Regions from separate parts of the Mus musculus genome. Here all the other regions are linked to region 1. Evidence: chromatin contacts called from public Hi-C and promoter capture Hi-C data. All regions are on one chromosome and are shown on one strand. The core of a region is the stretch at or near the end of the contact, and the rest is flanking DNA. Distances in the headings are between cores, read along the strand shown.

Region 1 (2,750 bases), core at 108-2,607:
CGTTAAATGGTGCATGTGCATACACGCAAACAATACACTCACACACACAAAAATCTAAACCAATAACCCCCTCACATATCCACGGTCTAATGTGATGAGTCCTAAAATCCCAAGTTGATTTTAGTATCTGAAGGAGTTAGGGAAAGACCACAAAACTCTTCTACAGGAATGTCTAAGACAGGTATCTTATGCAGAAGATAGCATTTTTTAATTATCCCGTTTCTTTATAATTACAAGATTTTTAAGTTTGGGGTATGTTTTCGTGGGTTTTTTTTTCCCCTTTAAATTTCTGTTTCTACTTCCTAACCTCGTCAACTTCCATTTTACAAGAACGTAAACGCAGGGTTCAAGTCCAGCATTAATTACTACAGGCTCGCTTAAGTTTTCAAGGCAGCAGTCTGCTTTCTAAAACTCAGCTTTTGGCGGGAGGTGCTGTTTCCTAAGTTACCAAACCTTGGGGGATTAGAAGCCAGGGGTGGAAAAGAGAAGCAGGGCACGACCATGGCCATGAGCCCTGCGACAGGAGCCCCCGAGGCGCGAGCGCTCCCCTCAGGGAGCCCGAGCGCTCAGTGTCAGTAGGTACCTGACTGCGGGCGGCCGGTCCACAGCCCCCTCCCGCCGGCCAGGCCTCGGCCGGGTCTCCGAAAAGCCACCGCCCTGGCCAGCATCCACAGCATCGCCCCTCAACCCCAGCGAGAGCGCCCCGCGACCTCCCTCCTTGACCTTAGGCCCCCTCAGCCCCGCCCCCCCAGCCAGCCCGGCCCCGCCGCCAGCCCCGCCCCCTCCGCAAAGACCCTCCCCCTGGTCGCCCTCGCACTCTTCCCCGCCCACCACGCCCTCCGCTTCCGCCCAGGCCTCCACCTCAGTCTCACTCGGCCCCGCCCCCTTGGACGATCCTGTTCAACCGAGTCTCTCGCCTCACACCCTTCGGCCCCGCCTCTTGGCTCATGGCCCCGCCCCCGAATCCGGCTGACGCTTCACTCCTTGCTTCCCGGAAGCCTCCAAGACGGATGGCCCTACCCCTCTGATCCGCCCTCTTCGGAACCCGCACGCCCCTCTCCCACCCTCACAGCCAATAAGGCCTGATGATCGGTTTCCTCTCTTCCGCTTCCGTCTTCGTGTACTGGGGGTCTCCGGGAAGACCGTTGACGACTGTGCTCGTGCTGCGGCCGGAGATTTAGTTTCCCCTTTACAGTCTTTCCTCCTCTCAGACACGCCCACCATTCTTCCATTGAGTGACCTGTTTACCTGCCCTCTTGCAGAAACTTGGTGAGATCGGAACCTTTGTGCAGCCGGAACTAAGGTGCGGTAGTCCGCTGGGAGCCGGAAGGGTGTATAAATAGAGGAATACCAGTTTCCTTCTGGCGGTTGATCGCAGAGGTTCCGGTGAGGCGTTCGGCGTGTGAGCTCTGCGGCTTCGTTTCCTGATATGCACCGACCGAATTTTCGACCCCCAACTCCTCCGTACCCCAGCCCGGGGATAGGAGGTTGGGGTGGCGGAAATAACTTCCGGGGTGCCCTGGGCGGGGGGCCGCGGCCGCCCTCCCCGCGGGACGGGTACGGGAGTCCGCACCACACTCCGCCCTGCGGGCCCCGGGCTAGGCCGTACGGGAGCAGCCAGTCTCCGCGGCACGGCGGCAACTTCTCGGGGGCCCGCTTCGGGTCTCCGTCCCCGGGCGGCTACCCAGGCTCCTACTCCAGGTCCCCCGCGGGGTCCCAGCATCAGTTCGGCTACTCCCCAGGGCAGCAGCAGACCTACCCCCAGGTAAAGACAATAGCTAGCGTTTGCCGAACTCTTCCTGTGATGGCAGACGTGATACGAAACATTCCCTTTCCGTGGATTGTTTAATCCTCCGATACTACGTTGGCCCAGTTTTGCAGATGAGTAACCTGAGGCGTAAAGAAATTATCTAAGACTACCATAAGTGGCGGAGCTCTAGTTCTCTGTCCACAGAAACTGCTCTCAGCCAGCATACCACATTCGTATACAAACTTCTTTAATCCTCCATTTCTTCTCCCACCCACCCCCAGAGGTTTTTATTTGGTTTTGGGTTTTTTGTCATTTATTTCAGTGAATTGTCCTGGATTCCTAGGGGGAGGACAGTAAATGATTCCCTATTGTGTAGTATGGCACCTCTAGACTGTAGTCTACTGCCATTTTCCTACAGATGTCCCTCCCTTGTTTTTGCATCCTTGCTTTTTTTAAAAGAAACAATTATTTTATTTCGAGCCATATTTATACCTACTCAAAGTTCTCTTGAAGGAAAAATAGAAAATTTGAAATTGAGGAAACTTCCCCTCTTCTCCATGAGTGAATACAAGACAGGAAGTAGCTAACAACTTGTATCTCGGTGGTTTTGCAAAATTGAATATGCTCACCCATATGAATCCTTATGAGTTGGAGTTAATAAGAATAGAAAATTTTCATGCAATATAAAAGTTCTAGAAATTTGAAGCCTATCAGGTTAAAAAGTAAGTTTCCAAGAAGTGAATACAGTGAACCACTGCTTGTACTGGGTTTATTTGTATTTAATAGCTGCAGGGTTGGTTATCACATTAGAAACTGAAAGGTTTTAAGATGATAGCAGACATTTCTAAAAGAGAAATATACAATTGGTTTTAGTAATTTTTAAAAGCACTAGATTAAAGAAATTTGCAACTGAATATATTGGGTTTCAATTGACAACTTTTAATGTGATTCCCCACTAATATTAAACTAGAGGAGAAAGTACCAGTTATCTCTTACTAGA
Region 2 (2,750 bases), core at 66-2,565, 4.1 Mb before region 1:
ACCTCACAAGATTCATGCTGAAGGCAGGCCAGCATGAATAGATACCAAAGGTGGGGACTGAGAGATTTTGTAGATAGGGAGGGTGTGATTGTGTATGTGTGGGTTCTTGCTAAACTGCCTTGGCGATTGCTAAACCTAGAGTTTACAAAGATGTGCACACATAGCACATGGGCCAAGGAGAAGGTTCAAAGTCTGACTAAAGTTTGCTTTAAGCAAGGATCTTTGTCACATTGCCCACTGTATGCTAGCATATTTGAACAGGGCTAGGTAGGGTATCATACCTGGACCCAGAATTTTTGCAAGTTTCTCTCTTTCTGTTTGACAGAAATATAAGTTCAGGCCCCAATGCTATCTTGAGGATAGCCCTGCTTCCATCTTGGTGAACCTTTCCGTTTTTTGTCTTTTGTTTTGTTTTTTTTTTTTTTTTTTAATCCTGTGACCTCCAACAGAAAATAGGACAACAGTTTATTGCACATACTGTCCATGAAAAAACAAAACAAAACAAAACAAAACAAAAACCAAAAGAAAGTTTATTCTGAGGCAACTTTGAGTGAATAGTGCTTAGTAACAGAGATTCGGGTTTCCCAGAATTACATGTTCTACTGTGAAAGAGGTTTACACGCAGTCTTATAGCCATAGAACAAAAGACCATAAATCAATACATTTGCCAAATATAGCGGAAAGGACATCGGGGAGGTAGGCTACAGCATAGCAGGAAAATCTCCAGCTGATGATACTCTTCTTTTGAGCACTGCTGAAAAGCCAGTCGTTGGCTAAGTTTAACAATACATTCCAAACTTTTTACATAACAGGCACAAAGATCTTAGGTCAGCTACAAAGGTTGGTAATAAGCAGTTTTTTTAAAGAACCTAAAGATAGTCCAAGATAATCTTGGTTACTGATCATCATCTCTCCGTAATGGTAAAGTTCTAGACAGTCAGTCACTTTGTACAGTCTTCAACAAAGATGTAATTTTCCCAGTAAACGTGAGTTTACAGTAGAAAGAAGACACTAGGCTTGCGCTTTTAGGGGCTGAATCGCCTGGGATGGACGAAGCTTTATGCGGCCGGGAGGGGTGGAGTTCAGAGAAGCTGCACAGGGCCCTCCTCGCTGCATTTGTCCCGCCTTCTTCCTCTCATTGGCTGAGATTCTCCACGCATCACGTCGGCGACCCCAGCGTGCCCTCCCGGTGGGGCGGGACTTTAGGCGCTCGAGGCGGGGACGGTGCGCACGCGCAGAGGAGCGGGTCTGGGTCTGGGCGGGGGAGGAAGGGGGTGGTGTTCCCGGTTTCCCGGGTTACCTGAGGGGGCGGGGGTGAGAGCTCACGCTGGCCTGGCAGCCTTGGTGAGTCGGGATTCTCCTGCACCGGCGGGCGAGAGCGCGCGGCGGACCACAGAGCGGAGGTAAAGACCGCAGCGGGCTCCTTTAGAGGGTCAGGGTCTCGACCTCAGCGGGGCATGGCGGGAAGGTGGCGGGCCGCCCGGGCGGGGTCGTGCCGCGCTAAGGGAACGGGGTGGTGCCCGGAGCTCGGCCCGGCCGGGGTTCGCTTGCCTTCTGAGCTCTGCACAGTTGCTGATTGAGGCGGACCCGGGCCCCGAGGGCTGTGGCGGCGGCGCGGACCCCATAGTAACTTTACTTACCGGCCGGCTGGTGCGGCGGACGGTGTCCTCAGGGGGCGCTTCACCTCGGGAAGCGCTTGTCCCGGACCGCCGCTACCCTCAGCCTGCCCGGTCCTTCCCAGCAGGTGACAGCGGGAGCTGACAGGTTCAGGGCGTCTCACTTCGCGCCGCGGGTCCATCTGTCATTCCCCACCCTGGTGCTTCGGAGTCCTTGCTGTCCCTTCCCTGCCCGTGACACCTGCTGCGGGACTCTGCAAACAACCCTTCGTGGTTCGCGCGCACCTCTGGAGCGGTGGCTGAGATGCTAATATAATAGGGACGTGACCCAGGGAGATTTCCTCTGCCACCGGAGGCCAAGGGTTCATGATGGAGGGTTGGAGCTCAGGGAGTCAAGAAAAGTGTCCTCATCCAATCCTCAGAGGGATAAACAAAACAGCAAAACATCCTTGATGGAGAGAGAGAGAGAGAGAGAGAGAGAGAGACAGAGACAGAGACAGAGACAGAGACAGAGACAGACAGACACAGCTCTTGCTTGGTAGTTGATGGTGTGAGAAAAAAATTTTAAGGTGTTGACTCGTGTAGAACACACATTTGTGTTGAATTCTGGCCAGTATTTCCTTAAGGATCAAATTCATTGTGCATTTTCTCCAGGGTTTGTTTAACAGGTTGATATGGCACATTAATTTGAGCTTTTTCTTCCTGAAAGGCATTTGGCTGGTCTGCCTTTACTTTTAACTTCCACACCTAGTAACCTTATACTAATAAAGATGTTGGCTCTTAGCTTTTATTATGTAGCTGATTGGTAGGGGATATCTGTATTTACAGAGCATTGCAAGTAACTTTTCTGCTGCTCGTTGCTGTCATCCACGTTGACACTAACACATACAGATATTGAGAGACTTTGGAAGATAGAGGACGTAAGGGGGAGATGAGTTTCTGTTATTTAGTTTCCATTAAAATACTTCCCAGACAATAAATTGCATATAGAGCATATGCATTTAGTAAAGATGTTTAAGTACCTATTGTGGACCAGACACGTTTTATAAACAGATAAATACCCCCTTTCTTGGGTCATACATATTCTGGAAGAACCTCAGACAATAAGTAAGAAGAATATGTCCTTGTCAGATG
Region 3 (2,750 bases), core at 159-2,658, 3.7 Mb before region 1:
AGCGCCTAAAGAAATGTTCAACATCCTTAGTCATAGGGAAATCAAATCAAAATGACCCTGAGATTCCACCTCACACCAGTCAGAATGGCTAAGATCAAAAACTCAGGTGACAGCAGATGTGGAGAAAGAGGAACACACATTTTCATTGTTTGTGAGACTGCAAGTTGGTACAACCACTCTGGAAATCAGTCTAGAGGTTTGTAAGAAAATTGGACATAGTACTATTTGAGGACCCAGTTATACTACTCCTGGGCATATACACAAAAGATGCTCCAACATATAACAAGGACACATGCTCCACTCTGTTCATTGCAGCCTTATTTATAATAGCCAGAAGCTGGAAAGAACTCAGATGTCCTTCAACAGAGAAACTGATACAGAAAATGAGGTACATTTACACAATGGGGTACTACTCAGCTATTAAAACAATGACTTCATGAAATTCTTAGGCAAGTGAATGAACTAGAAAATATCCTGAGTGAGATAAGTCAGTCACTAAGGTGGATGGCAAGAAGTGTGCAGACTGTAGCCTGATATAGCTGTTTCTAGAGAGGCGCTTCCAGAGCCTAACAAATACAGAGGCAGCTGCTAGCAGCCAACCATTGAACTGAGCACAAGATCCCTAACGGAGGAGTTAGAGAAAAAAAGACTGATGGAGCTGAAGGGGTTTGCAACGCACAGGAAGAACAATATCAACCAACCAGACCCTGCAGAGCTCCCAGGAACTAAACCATCAACCAAAGAGTACACATGAAGGGACTCATGGTTCCAGCCCCATATGTAGCAAAGGATGGCCTTGTTGAACATCAATGGGAGGTGAGGTCCTTGGCCCTGTGAAGGCTCGATGCCCCAGTGTAGGCGACTGCCAGGGCGGCGAGGTGGGAGTGGACGGGTGGGTGGGGAGCACCCTCAAAGAAGCAGGGGAAGGAAGGATGAAATAGAGGGATTCCGGAGGGGAAACCGGGAAAGGGGATAACATTTTAAATGTAAATAAAATATCCCCCTCAAAAAAAGGGAAAAAAATCTGAATACTCCTCTCTGCCCTCCCACCACCCTCCACCGCTGTCCACCAGAAACGTCAAAAGGAAGAGATGGCAGCATCACTTGAGACCCACGCCCAGATGTTAACGGGGGAGGGGTGGGGAGGATCCAGAAGGCGCTTGGCGCAGGCGCACTAGCCTTCCGCTGGGTCAGCCCACAATGGGGCCCAGCCGACCGGAGAAGTCTCGGAGCAGAAAGCACACACTCAGGCAACCCAGCCCCATTGGGCAGCTCGCCACCTCAGCTCCACGACCTTACGAAGCTCACCTTCCCTCTGCCGGTCTGTCAGCACCCAGAGACCCTCACGCAATCAGCGACGAAGCTTTCGGCTCTAGGCGGAAGTATCTGGAGACCGGAAGTCCCACCTCCGCAGAGGAAGTGATGAAAACCACTTTAGCCCTTCCAAACGCGAACCCTATTGTCGCGAAGTGCTGGTAAGGTAGACACCGGAACTGCAACCCCGAAGGACTGTGGGACCAGTCGATTTTGCGTACTGTAGTTGATTCAAGACGCGAACTAAAAGTTCATAGCTGGGCGTGATGGCTCATGGCAATTACAATCAGCACTGGGAAGGTCGAGGCAAGAGAGATGGGAGGAGCGGAGGGGGGTTCATATCTAAAAAACAAAAATGTTTCATGCTTATGGGCACTAAATCACCGTAGGGAGTTCATAGTTACATAGAAAGGTGTAGTGTTGATCCCTCCAGAACTGGAAAGAAAAAGTTAACCAGCTAAGGCATGAGGGAGAACAAGAGTAAACGCAATGTTTTAAGTAAGTCACCACTTTAAACAAGACGTTCCTATGAATCGAGTGTTTTGGTTTATTTTTAGATGTTAAAAAGCCAGTAACTATTTCATTGAAAACAAATTTAAGATGCTATGTATATAAGCATATCGCAATGTGACCCCTCATATTGCTATACCTGAAGCTGGCAAAAACTTACTTGGAAGAGCTCCGGCTTTGCTGGATCCAAGTCAGTTTGACCAGACAGCACCACGAAAACAGTAATAAAAGAGTGCTGTAATTCAATCCAAGAGGAATTGCACAACTCTGCTGGGAGACATAATTAATTATAAATCTGTTTTATTGCACAGCAGTGAACGAGAACCCTGTAGTGAATCTGTTGTCAGTGGTTAATGAAAGATGAAATAAGCTGCCAGAACCTTTCCTGTTTGAAACCGTCTCAGTAGTCATAGAACATGACTCACTCTTGCCTGGAGGGGCTAAGCTACTATTGTCATTTGGCAAGTCTCCAATAGAAACACAGACCTTCAGATGGGAGCGTTTTTCAAGGACAACATTTCATGAAGGTGCTGCTGCTGATTGTTTTGAGACAAAGTCTCACGTATCCTAGGCTGGCCTCAAAACTTGCCAAAGTCAAGCTGGGCGTGGTGACGCCCACCTTTAATCCCAGCACTCGGGAGGGAGAGGCAGGCGGATTTCTGTCACCTAACTACCAAAGTCAAGATTGGTCTTAATTCCTTAATATCCTGCCTCCATCTACCAAGTGCTAAAATCACAGGCTTGGCCCACCATGCCAATATCTCCACATTTATTGTAACTTCATGCTTTTCAAGGAAGTGTTGATACAAAACACATGCTAGAAAAGAGATAGGCTATTCTGAACCAAATTTAAGTGATCTTGGCCCAGAAACGTTTACTGAGTTTACCCTGAATGACTTACTGTAGAAGAGATCATTTGAATTTTT
Region 4 (2,750 bases), core at 184-2,683, 3.6 Mb before region 1:
TCTTTTGGGTGCGTTATCATTTTAGCAATTCAAGTTAGGAATCCAAGATATCCTATTGTTCACTGGGCCATTGGACCAGATAAAAACTGTTTTTAATTTTTTTTTTTTTCCTTTTTTGAAGACAGGGTCATCCTGTTTCAGTCTCCAGGGTACTGGATCAAAATTCCTACCTCACCTCTCTGGGCCTCAGTTCTTCCTACTGGGAAGTCTTTTTCCTGAAACAGGTTTCCTTTCCTTTAGGGACTTCCCTTAGTAACTCTGGCTGGCTTCTTGAGTCAAGCTTAGTTCTCACACTCTCAGGAAAACCTTTCTATACCTCTCGAAGCCAAAGGTCCTCCTATCAGGTTTCATTTTGACTAGACTTCCGTTCAGGAAGTTATACATCCCCTCTTTCCACATGAGGACTTCTAACATCTCAGAGGGTGAACTCTGAGCATCAAACATTCATACAATATTGAAAATTTCATGCAAAGTATCTCTCTCTCTTTTTAAAATAGGCCGGCTCTGGCTTGAGACTAGCGACACAGATATGGGTCACCGAGCTCAGCTGTTAGGCGCATAGCAAGAACCTTTGACTCCAAGCCCCGGGGGGCGATGGCTCTGAAGGAAAAGAAAGGGCTCCACACAGGCATAGCTGTAATAAGCTCGCAGGCGGGCTTCTTCCCTGCGCTGCACCGGTGGCCCTTCCACTCTTTCCGAGCTCCTCTGCCTCCCCTCATCCCAGCACCCGGCCGGCAGTCACTCCGAGCCGGGTCAGCATCCGGGTCCTCTCTCCCTCCTTACTGCTTCCTCCTCCGTACCGCCCCCTCCCCCGCTCCCCATCCGGGTCCCCCCTGCCACCGCGCTGTTGCTCACGGTTCCACGATGATCTCAGACTTGAAGCCGCCGCCGGTACGAGACTAGCAGTGCCCACATCGACTTCTCAATTTATTGTTCTGACTGCGGCTCTTCAAGAGGCTTCCTTGGAGCCCTCCCACTATTTCACACAGAAATCTCTGCCCTCCTCAGCGGCCAGCGACGCCGCAGCACTCAGTGCAAGAAAATACGCCATCCCTATCACACTGCGCAGGCGTCGTATGCCACCTCCCCTCTGCCTCATGGCCGCGCCTCCTTCCCCTCCCCTCTCTCGTCGAACGCAGGCAAGTGGGCATTGCGGTCTTGGTAGTTCTAATGTCCGTCAGTTTACCGATTGGCCTAGAAGACTGGACTACAATTCCCAGAAAGTATTGAGGGATAACTTTCTGTTTCCATAGAACTGGTGGGTAAATGGCGTCGTTGTTTGCATCGCTCAAACCAATAGAAACTTGGAAGAGGCGGGCTCCAAAGAATCCTACCCAATCCTAGGTCGTCTGAGAGGCATCCGGGAAAGAGGTAGGGGAGGGGCAAAGGGCCGAGGGGAGGGGAGAAGGGGCAGGGGGGCCAGAGAGGGGGGAAAGCGATGTTTGCCCGTCAGTCGAGTCCGGAGTGAGGAGCTCGGGCGCTGGAGCGGAGGGAGAGTCTCGAGCCGCAGTTTGCCGCCGCGACGGCCACCGCCTGGACTTCTGCCCGGAGGGAGCCGCTGAAGGTCGGCCGCCGTGTTCCTCTGGAGGGCTGTGAGACCGGGGCCCGGACCTCCGTCCGAGAGGGATTTTTTTGTCGCCCCCCTCCCCCCGCGAGGGAGCCGGAGCGGCCGCCAAACAAAGGTACCAGTCGCCGCCACGGGAGGAGGAGGAGTCGGAGCCGGAGTCCCGGCCGCCGGCGGACCCGCAGCTCCTTCGCTCTCTCTCCCCACAGGCCTGCTGGTGTTGGGGGTGGGGGGAGGCGGATCAGGGGGCTCTGGCCGCAGGGCTCAGACCTCGTCTGTGCCCGAGGTAGGGACATTCTTTTCTATGGGGGAAGCTCCGGGCCGGGCCGCGCATCGGGGCAGATGGCAACGGGGCTGAGTCGGCGCTCGCAGCGGGGCCTCGGCCTCCTGGGACCCCCGCCCCCCGCCGCGCCGAGCCGGAGCCGCCCTACCCGGGCCGCACCGTGGGCCCGGCGGCCTCGGGCCGCCGTGCTGGGAGCTGGATGTCCTCGGTGCCCGGTCCCGGCTCCCACTTGTGGGCCTTGGCTCGGGCGGGACGCGGGCGGACGCTGTGGGGCCGAGCCTCCGCAGCCCAAGGGCCCGCCGGTTCACCGAGGGCTCAGTCCGGGGGCTCCGGGCATCGCGGTTCCGTAGGCTTGGACGGTCGCAGCCGCGCTTCAGGCCGCGCCGGACCCTGGGCTTGTTGTGAGTTTTCTTCTGACAGAAATGGCGTCATCGTGGAGGACGGGGGAAAAGTCCGTGGAGTCGCGACAATGGGGCGGCGGGCGGTGGGGGCGGTAGGGGCGGTGGGATGGCGCGTGCCTGCTCGGGGCTCCTGGCCCCGCTCGGTGCCGCCCCCGCCCCTACGGCCTGGGGCGGGGGTGGTGGTGGTGCCGGTGGTGCTGACCCGGTGTCTTTGTTTCCCCTCCAGGTGCAGGTGAAGCTGGTGTCGCCGTGGGGATCGCGGCCCCAGAGTCACCATGAAGGTAAGGCGTCACTTAGCCAGTTTGAGTGGCTTTCGAATTCAGGAAGTGTCGGGGCTGTAGCAGGCCTGCGAGTTTTGCAGAGGCAGGTGTGTGTGTGTGTGTGTGTGTGTGTGTGTGTGGAGTGGCTCGGTGTGGAGCTTTCCCTGACAGGGTCAGCTGGAGCGAACATCCACAGGCTGTGTGTTTCGAAGTTATGGAGTCAGTTAGGAGATAACCTCACC

The links. Promoter capture Hi-C pulls out the DNA fragments that hold promoters and counts their contacts. A called contact is a pair of places that touch in the nucleus more often than the background predicts.
Region 2: a contact with region 1 is called in a Hi-C map of erythroblasts, with 5 times the contacts expected there. The contact joins the promoter of Lyst here to the promoter of Mplkip in region 1. A contact is called at or near these places in 1 of 39 promoter capture datasets (pre-B cells) and 1 of 484 Hi-C or Micro-C datasets (erythroblasts).
Region 3: a contact with region 1 is called in a promoter capture Hi-C map of pre-B cells. The contact joins the promoter of Tbce here to the promoter of Mplkip in region 1. A contact is called at or near these places in 3 of 39 promoter capture datasets (cranial neural crest, frontonasal cranial neural crest and pre-B cells).
Region 4: a contact with region 1 is called in a Hi-C map of B cells, with 9 read pairs. The contact joins the promoter of Arid4b here to the promoter of Mplkip in region 1. A contact is called at or near these places in 4 of 39 promoter capture datasets (cranial neural crest, frontonasal cranial neural crest, pre-B cells and 1 more) and 3 of 484 Hi-C or Micro-C datasets (B cells, CD4 T cells and uterus).

The regions. Positions count from the first base shown.
Region 1 is chr13:17,694,056-17,696,805 of GRCm38.p6, forward strand. Mplkip (M-phase specific PLK1 intereacting protein) reads left to right here and starts at 1,358. Exons shown (of 2, transcript NM_025479.6): 1 at 1,358-1,765. The coding sequence starts at 1,430. Sugct (succinyl-CoA glutarate-CoA transferase) reads right to left here and starts at 710. Exons shown (of 14, transcript NM_138654.3): 1 at 584-710. The coding sequence starts at 677.
Region 2 is chr13:13,589,094-13,591,843 of GRCm38.p6, forward strand. It overlaps Lyst (lysosomal trafficking regulator), which reads left to right and starts at 1,316. Exons shown (of 53, transcript NM_010748.2): 1 at 1,316-1,403. It overlaps Gm30836 (a long non-coding RNA gene), which reads right to left and starts at 2,108. Exons shown (of 2, transcript XR_382086.4): 1 at 1,641-2,108.
Region 3 is chr13:14,038,230-14,040,979 of GRCm38.p6, forward strand. Tbce (tubulin-specific chaperone E) reads right to left here and starts at 1,409. Exons shown (of 17, transcript NM_178337.3): 1 at 1,309-1,409.
Region 4 is chr13:14,062,351-14,065,100 of GRCm38.p6, forward strand. It overlaps Arid4b (AT rich interactive domain 4B (RBP1-like)), which reads left to right and starts at 1,434. Exons shown (of 24, transcript NM_194262.2): 1 at 1,434-1,682; 2 at 2,475-2,529. The coding sequence starts at 2,524. It overlaps Ggps1 (geranylgeranyl diphosphate synthase 1), which reads right to left and starts at 1,138. Exons shown (of 4, transcript NM_010282.3): 1 at 856-1,138.